Linked DNA regions of Sus scrofa: region 2 is linked to region 1. The links are chromatin contacts, called in public Hi-C maps. All regions are on one chromosome and are shown on one strand. Each heading gives the region's core, a stretch centred on a gene start, on an enhancer-like site or on the middle of the called end of the contact. The rest is flanking DNA. Distances are from core to core; before and after follow the strand shown. Region 1 has its middle 660 kb from the start of ID4. Region 2 has its middle 8.1 kb from the start of ID4.

Evidence for each region. Hi-C and Micro-C count contacts between places; a contact is called where the count stands out from the background.
Region 2: a contact with region 1 is called in a Hi-C map of omental adipose tissue, with 2.3 times the contacts expected there. The contact joins two enhancer-like sites. A contact is called at or near these places in 9 of 47 Hi-C or Micro-C datasets (alveolar macrophages, brain, embryonic fibroblasts and 5 more) and 1 of 2 datasets of contacts at active chromatin or transcription factors (skeletal muscle).

Annotation. Positions count from the first base shown.
Region 1 is chr7:14,625,033-14,628,217 of Sscrofa11.1, reverse strand. No RefSeq gene overlaps it. Among named protein-coding and RNA genes, the nearest start is that of ID4, 660 kb to the left of the region's middle. Within about 2 kb of position 1,542, at least 16 of the 83 cell types and tissues checked have an H3K27ac peak or open chromatin away from gene starts, as enhancers often do. A contact at or near this core is called in omental adipose tissue, where this site is marked.
Region 2 is chr7:15,288,495-15,291,679 of Sscrofa11.1, reverse strand. No RefSeq gene overlaps it. Among named protein-coding and RNA genes, the nearest start is that of ID4, 8.1 kb to the right of the region's middle. Within about 2 kb of position 1,734, at least 3 of the 83 cell types and tissues checked have an H3K27ac peak or open chromatin away from gene starts, as enhancers often do. A contact at or near this core is called in omental adipose tissue, where this site is marked.

The DNA.
Region 1 (3,185 bases), core at 293-2,792:
CTTATAATGTAGCAAAAAATGTATGCACAATGTCATATATCTTACGTGTTCAAATGTATAAAATTATTGAACATCCATTTCTACTAAAAACTGCTTTTTAAAATTCTAACTCAGAATGAAAACAAGCAATTTTCATTGAAAAATAGAAATTTTTGCCATTATGATGATCAGATACATAAGGATTTGATTTTCCATCATCTAAAGAGAATTGTTCACATTCACCTTCTACTTAAATTTTAGAGTCAAAAGAAAGTCCACAGTTGTCCATAGGCAATCAGCTATGCCTTGGCACAGGAGGCCCTCAACACCAATTTATTAAATGCATACCTGCCTCAAAACAATCTTTTCCTGGCAGATGCTCTAATTGTGCTCTGTGAGAGAGGCAGCCTGCCATCCCAAGAGGAGGTGGTTCAAACACCAGCGCTCCTCGGAGGCTGACAGACGATGGGCTCCCCCTAGGGGCAGACCAGGCTCCGCAGAGGGAAAGCAGGTGGCAGGTTGCCAGGAAACCAACCCCTTGGAGCTGCTGACAGGCAAACACAGGAGCAGAGGGTTTTCTTTCTGCACAGTATTTGGTTGTGCAGTTTCATCTCTCTCTAGTACAGCAGCTGAGCGCAGATCCTGCTTGAGCACTCTGAAGCCAAGTTCATCTCAGTAAATCCCAATGGAGAAACTTTCCAGTATCACTTTCTCTTTCTTGGGGACCACCTCCCCTGAGTTCCTTACACTCTTCATATTTACTTGTCATTGTTGCCCTTGAAAACACAGGCAAAGCTGGGGGAGTGTTTTAGAAAAATAGATGGCTGAACTCCAGTAGTCAGTGGAGCAATGTGACTTAACAAGGGTACTTTATTCTTATGGCTTCATACCTACAGAGCTCTTTTCCTTCTAAAAGCTCAAAGAACAATTCTGGCCTTGATTTTTGCCTCAGCAAGATGCCATAAGGTTTAAGGAAAAACAACTTCAAAAGAAGGCTCTAAAGAAAATAATTGAGTATTTTTTTGTGATTACTATATTTATGCAGCATTATAAGATATTTAGGTGTAGGTGTTTCTGGGCCAAATCTTTTATTATTCAGATTATCCTTTGAATAGTCTTCAGGTGCTTTAGAAAAAATTTACAATTATTTTCTTTATCTCCTCAGGGCTATGCTCCAGTGCTTCTTGGTTATTTAAAATTGCAGCTCACTCCCTATCAGCACACCCTCTGCCCCTACCCTGCTTGATTTTTCCATTGAGTTTCAGTAAGGTAAGTAGAACCACTCTGAGTAGTATGGAATATGGGTGTATTATAGGAATAAGGCCTTACACAATTAGGAGAGAAGCTGGGAAGCAAGGGTCAGTAAAAGGAACTGGCAGAGAAGAGAAAAGACCTAACCCAGCCCTTGTGAAGAACTGCGGCAGATGGACAAGACAGAGCTTGCAAGAGAATGAGGGAAATAAAACACATCCAGCTGGCGCAGAGCTGTGTAGGAGAACCGATGGAGAAGTCAAGAGAAGGCTCTTGGCTCTGTTTTGTTGGCCAGTCTGCAGTTGCTGTAGGTCAGCAGAGCAGACAGTCAGCAAGAAGAGCTGGACACAGAGCAAGGGGCGAAAAGAGCAAGGCAGAATCCCCTGGCTCCTCCGTGTCTGACTCTTCTGGCATCTAACCATGATGATCTTCAGATAGTATGGCTACTTCTTTACTTCCAGTTTCCCAACTTTGTACAAATTCCATTTTTGGCTAACTTTAACTGGGAACCATACAAGGAAAGGAATTAGGAGAAACATGGTTCCAGCTTAGCCAATTGGACACAGTACAAAACTATCACAGTCTTTAACCTCCTCTTACATACCACATACTTTAATCACATATCCCTTTAATCTGTATGTGCAAATGCACACATACACATGCACACTTACACACACTCCTAAACTCTGTGAATGTAGGAGTTTTTAATCTCTTTTTTAATACCTCAGTGCCTAGAATATAACAAATATTCGATGAATAATTGTTAACTGAATATATGATCAGTTGTACCTGTGAGCAAAGCCTGAATCAGGATCGTTAATTCATGGTTGACCAAATCCAGGTACAGGAAGTGAATAAGTGGTCAGTTCCAAAAAACTAAGCAAGTCACTGAGTCATCACTGGAATCTTCAGAGTCTGCCAACGCATAAGGCATTGTCCAGATAGCATGCAACTCTCCTATAAGAAGACTCTACTACAAGCTGTGGCCTTATTTCTGTCTTCAAATTCAGGGAAGCGTACAGGTAGTTCAGGGTATGACAGACAGAAGAGCTAATGTCAGTAGAACTAGTTTGTCAGCCTCACCCTTGGGAAACCAAAACTTCAGCTGTAGAGATGCATATTTTTAGCGTATTAGGTGTCCAGACCTGGAGAGTTCATTAAATGCCTTTTAAAAGTCTTTTGATTCCTATAGTCTAAATGGGACATGCTTCCTCATCTTATACATTTCCATAGCCAGATTTTTGTTCATAGTTGGCTGATCCTTAAAAGACATGAACCCTATCCCAAAATACGTCTACCATTAGACTGTCTGGTGGCCTTATATTTAGAATTGGAAATCCCTTAGGATTCTGCAGGTATGTCTGTTTTCAAGAGTCTCTTTACCCATGGAAAGGATCATTCATTGAAACATATCATTTAATCACTTAGGATTAAGAAATATAGCTAATTAAAACACCTAAAAGAATCACAAATTAGGGCACATACCCTGATATTGAAGGAAACAGGGCAGAATAGTGAAATGTAAACTCAAATTATTGTTCAGGAACTCAGAGATGACAAGTCAGACACACAACAATATGGATACAAAAACCCATCCTGGAGCCTTTTAGTTGGTACTGATGCTTAATTCACTACAGCCCCTGTGTAACCTGTGAGTCAATTGGGAAGGTTTTTGTTGCAAGTAAAAGTTAACAACACAACATGGCTAAAACAACCTAGGAGAGTTATTAGCTCACATAATTGAAAAGCTCAGTCTTAAGCCATGGATTGACCAGAGCTCCAAATGCATTTCTTTTCTGTTTCCTTCTCTGTCTTTTCTGTCCATCATCCTCTGACTGCCTTCACAAGACAGCTGCCCACAGCAACTGACACTACATGTTTCTTCAGCAATCACATGCATCAGGAACAAAGGGGGCATTTTTCAAAACATTAAATAAATTTCTGAGCATTACAGT
Region 2 (3,185 bases), core at 485-2,984, 660 kb before region 1:
TTGGATCCCGTGTTGCTGTGGCTCTGGCATAGGCTGGTGGCTACATCTCCGATTAGACCCCTAGCCTGGGAATCTCCGTATGCCGTGGGAGCGGTCCAAGAAATAGCAAAAAGACACACACACACAAAAAAATGCTATTTCTTGAAATGTGGTTCCTGGGAGAGCTGCCTTAGATTCCCAGCGAAAAGTTAAAGTGCAGATTCCTGGTTCCCACCCTATACCTGATGAATCAGAATCTCAGTGGTGGGGAGGAAAGGATGAATGGAACTCAGGAATCTAAACTTTAAAACTCTCTCCAGATGATTTTTTATATGTACCAAAGTTATAACCATTGTCTTATACAATGTTTTCATATGTGTTACCTTCTTGGAATCTTTCAAGAACCCTCTGTATTAGATAGTGATTATTATATACCCATTTTACAGATGAGGCAGGAGGAACACAGAAAGCTCACTTGCCTGAAGGGACACAGCTAATTAGCTGCAGAACTCTGAGTAGCAGCCAAGTCTTTTTGTTTTGTTTTTATTTTGCTTTTTTAGGGCCACACCCACCGCACATGGAAGTTCCCAGGCTAGGGGTCTGATCAGAGCTATAGCGGCCAGCCTACGCCACATCCACAGCAATGCCAGATCTGATCTGCATCTGCGACCTACACCACCGCTCACGACAATGCTGAATCCTTAACCCACTGAGCGAGGCGAGGGATTGAACCCGAAACCTCATGGTTCCTAGTCAGATTCTTTTCCGCTGTGCGACGATGGGAACTCCACACCCAACCAAGTCTTTTGGCTTGACCCTTCCCCACACCACAGGTCTCCATGTCCCCATTGATTGGATGTGAGAGGATAGAGCTGTGGAGGATAACAAAGGGTTCAAATTCTTTCATGCTTTTGGTGTGGCATCTAAAAATTCATCACCAAACCCAAAGTCACATAGTTTTCCTCCTCTGTTTTCCTCAAGAAGTTTTACAGTTTTTCATTACACTTGGGTTTATGATCCACGGTGAGTGGATTTTTGTGACTCTGGGTCTAAGTCCATTCTTTGAAACAGGGCTGTCCAATTGCTCCAGCATCGTTTGTGGGAAAGACTATCCCTTCTTTATGGAATTGCCATTGCTCCTTTGTCAAAGAGCTTAGATCCTCATTGTAAAGTACTTGACCTCTGTTCTCTTTCTTAAAAGAAAGCCAGATCTTTTCAAAGCCCTGCCTTTAATGATTATTTGCTTAGGATATGGACCCTACTGTCTTAGGAAAGAACATGAGGCAATTTGGAGATGAGAGTATGAATGGAGAGAAACCCCCAAGAGTAAATTGGAATAGAATCCACCATCCTGCATTTCGGGGCCCTGGATTAGAGAATGAGAAACCAGGTTCTGGACCTGCCTCCATCATTCATCCTCCTTTGGGCTTCTGTCTTCTTCACTGGAACATGAGGGGAATGATACAAGACATATTCCAGGCTACTGATCTTACAATTCTACTTCTAGGCCCCAGATCCTAGTAGGGGCAATGAAACTTCCATCTGGAAAATGTTTTCCCTTTCAGGCAGGAGGATTATTCTTTCTGAACTGATTCATGGGGAGTCACTGCATTTCTCGCGACTGATCTATCCCACATCAATGTCATTCACCAATTCTAGAGAACGAGGAGCCCACGACACAAGCAGGGACCGACCAGATTGTGCAATCTTTCTGAGTGCCCCCTGCCTGCTGCTGACACCCCAGGCCTATCACATCTGACAACTGTGTAGCCATCCCTCCTTGCCTCACACCTCCATTCCTGGTACTGAGGTGTCTTTGCTTATCCCCACTTAAATCAGGAATGTTTCTTGGCGAGAGAGAATCGGCTGTGCCTCTCTTTCCTTCTCAATCTCTCTGCCCAAGGCTGACCACACTCCCTCATTCTCAAGAACACACAGTTTATCTCTTTTCCGTGTTTAAGGCAGCCAAAGGCTTTAAAAGATAATGACAGTCTCTCATCTGCACTGTTGAGTGGCAAAGAATTTGCTAGATTTCCTGGCACAGAGAGTTACAGGAATGTTCTTCTTGTACTTTGTGGTCTGGAATCCCTGGAGGGTCAAGAAGCTACAGAAAACATAGACATGTGAAAACAATTATACTATAGCATGGGATGCCTTAGCTCTTTAGTAGGGAGTGCCGGGGGAAGAGGCATCATAGGATTCTTGCAGAAGAAGTGACAGTTGGGTCTTAAAGGATGGTGAGAAGTTCAAGAACAGAGTAGACTGGGAGTGGGGGTAACACCATGTGCAAAGGAAGGGAAGCATGAAAGAGCTATTTTGGATGTGGATAGGTCAGCCCTCACCCACAGATGACCAAATTGGCTTAGCTGGTTTGGCTGGCTGGGCAGGTGCCCCCTCCCTTTACCCCCATGTTGCACGATCCATGTGTGTTCTTCCTGAGTCTGCTCTTTTCCTAACACTCAGGAAATCAATCATCCTCTGTCAAGAAAAGAGAGATAAGCAATTTTGCCATCTAGCATCCGCAGGATGAGAACTTCAGTAGAGCTGAAACAGAGACTATGTCTCTGAAGGCAGCCAGAAGCAAAGGAGGAAAAGAATTGGTGGGAAATGAGAGCTGAAGGATCCTTACATTCAGGTCATGGGAGCAGGAGAGAGGACCTGGCTTAGCCCTGAGTTTTTTTTTTTTTTTTTGCATTTTTATGGTGAAGCTCCAAGGAGGAAGCTAAGCGCCCCATGTGACTGTGGGATCTGAAGGATGCAGGTGTATTGGTTGCTATGCTCATCCAGCAATGGCAGTGACTTCCTGGAACCAAACTGGCTGGCACCCTGATCTTGAACTTCCCAGCTTCCTGAACCATGAGAAATCAATATTTGTCTTTTAAGCCACCTGGTCTATGGTACTTTGTTATAGAAGCCCAAGTTGACTGAGACAGTAAGGAATTCAGAGAGAATGACAGGTTTGCAGAAAGCATGAAATGCTGTTTCAGATCCATTACACTTCAGAGGCAGAGAAGACCAGAAGGCATCTAGGTATATTGGTCTGAAGCTAAATCATGATGAAGGGGTAAAGGAGTAATGGAGAGCAATTGGAAGATACTCTGTGGGAGGGGATATTCTTCATTCCATGCAACAAATATTTTGTCAGGCCCTGATGAAGCATTGCCAGACATGCAAAGAAGAATCATGCATAGACTTCTAGCTTAAGG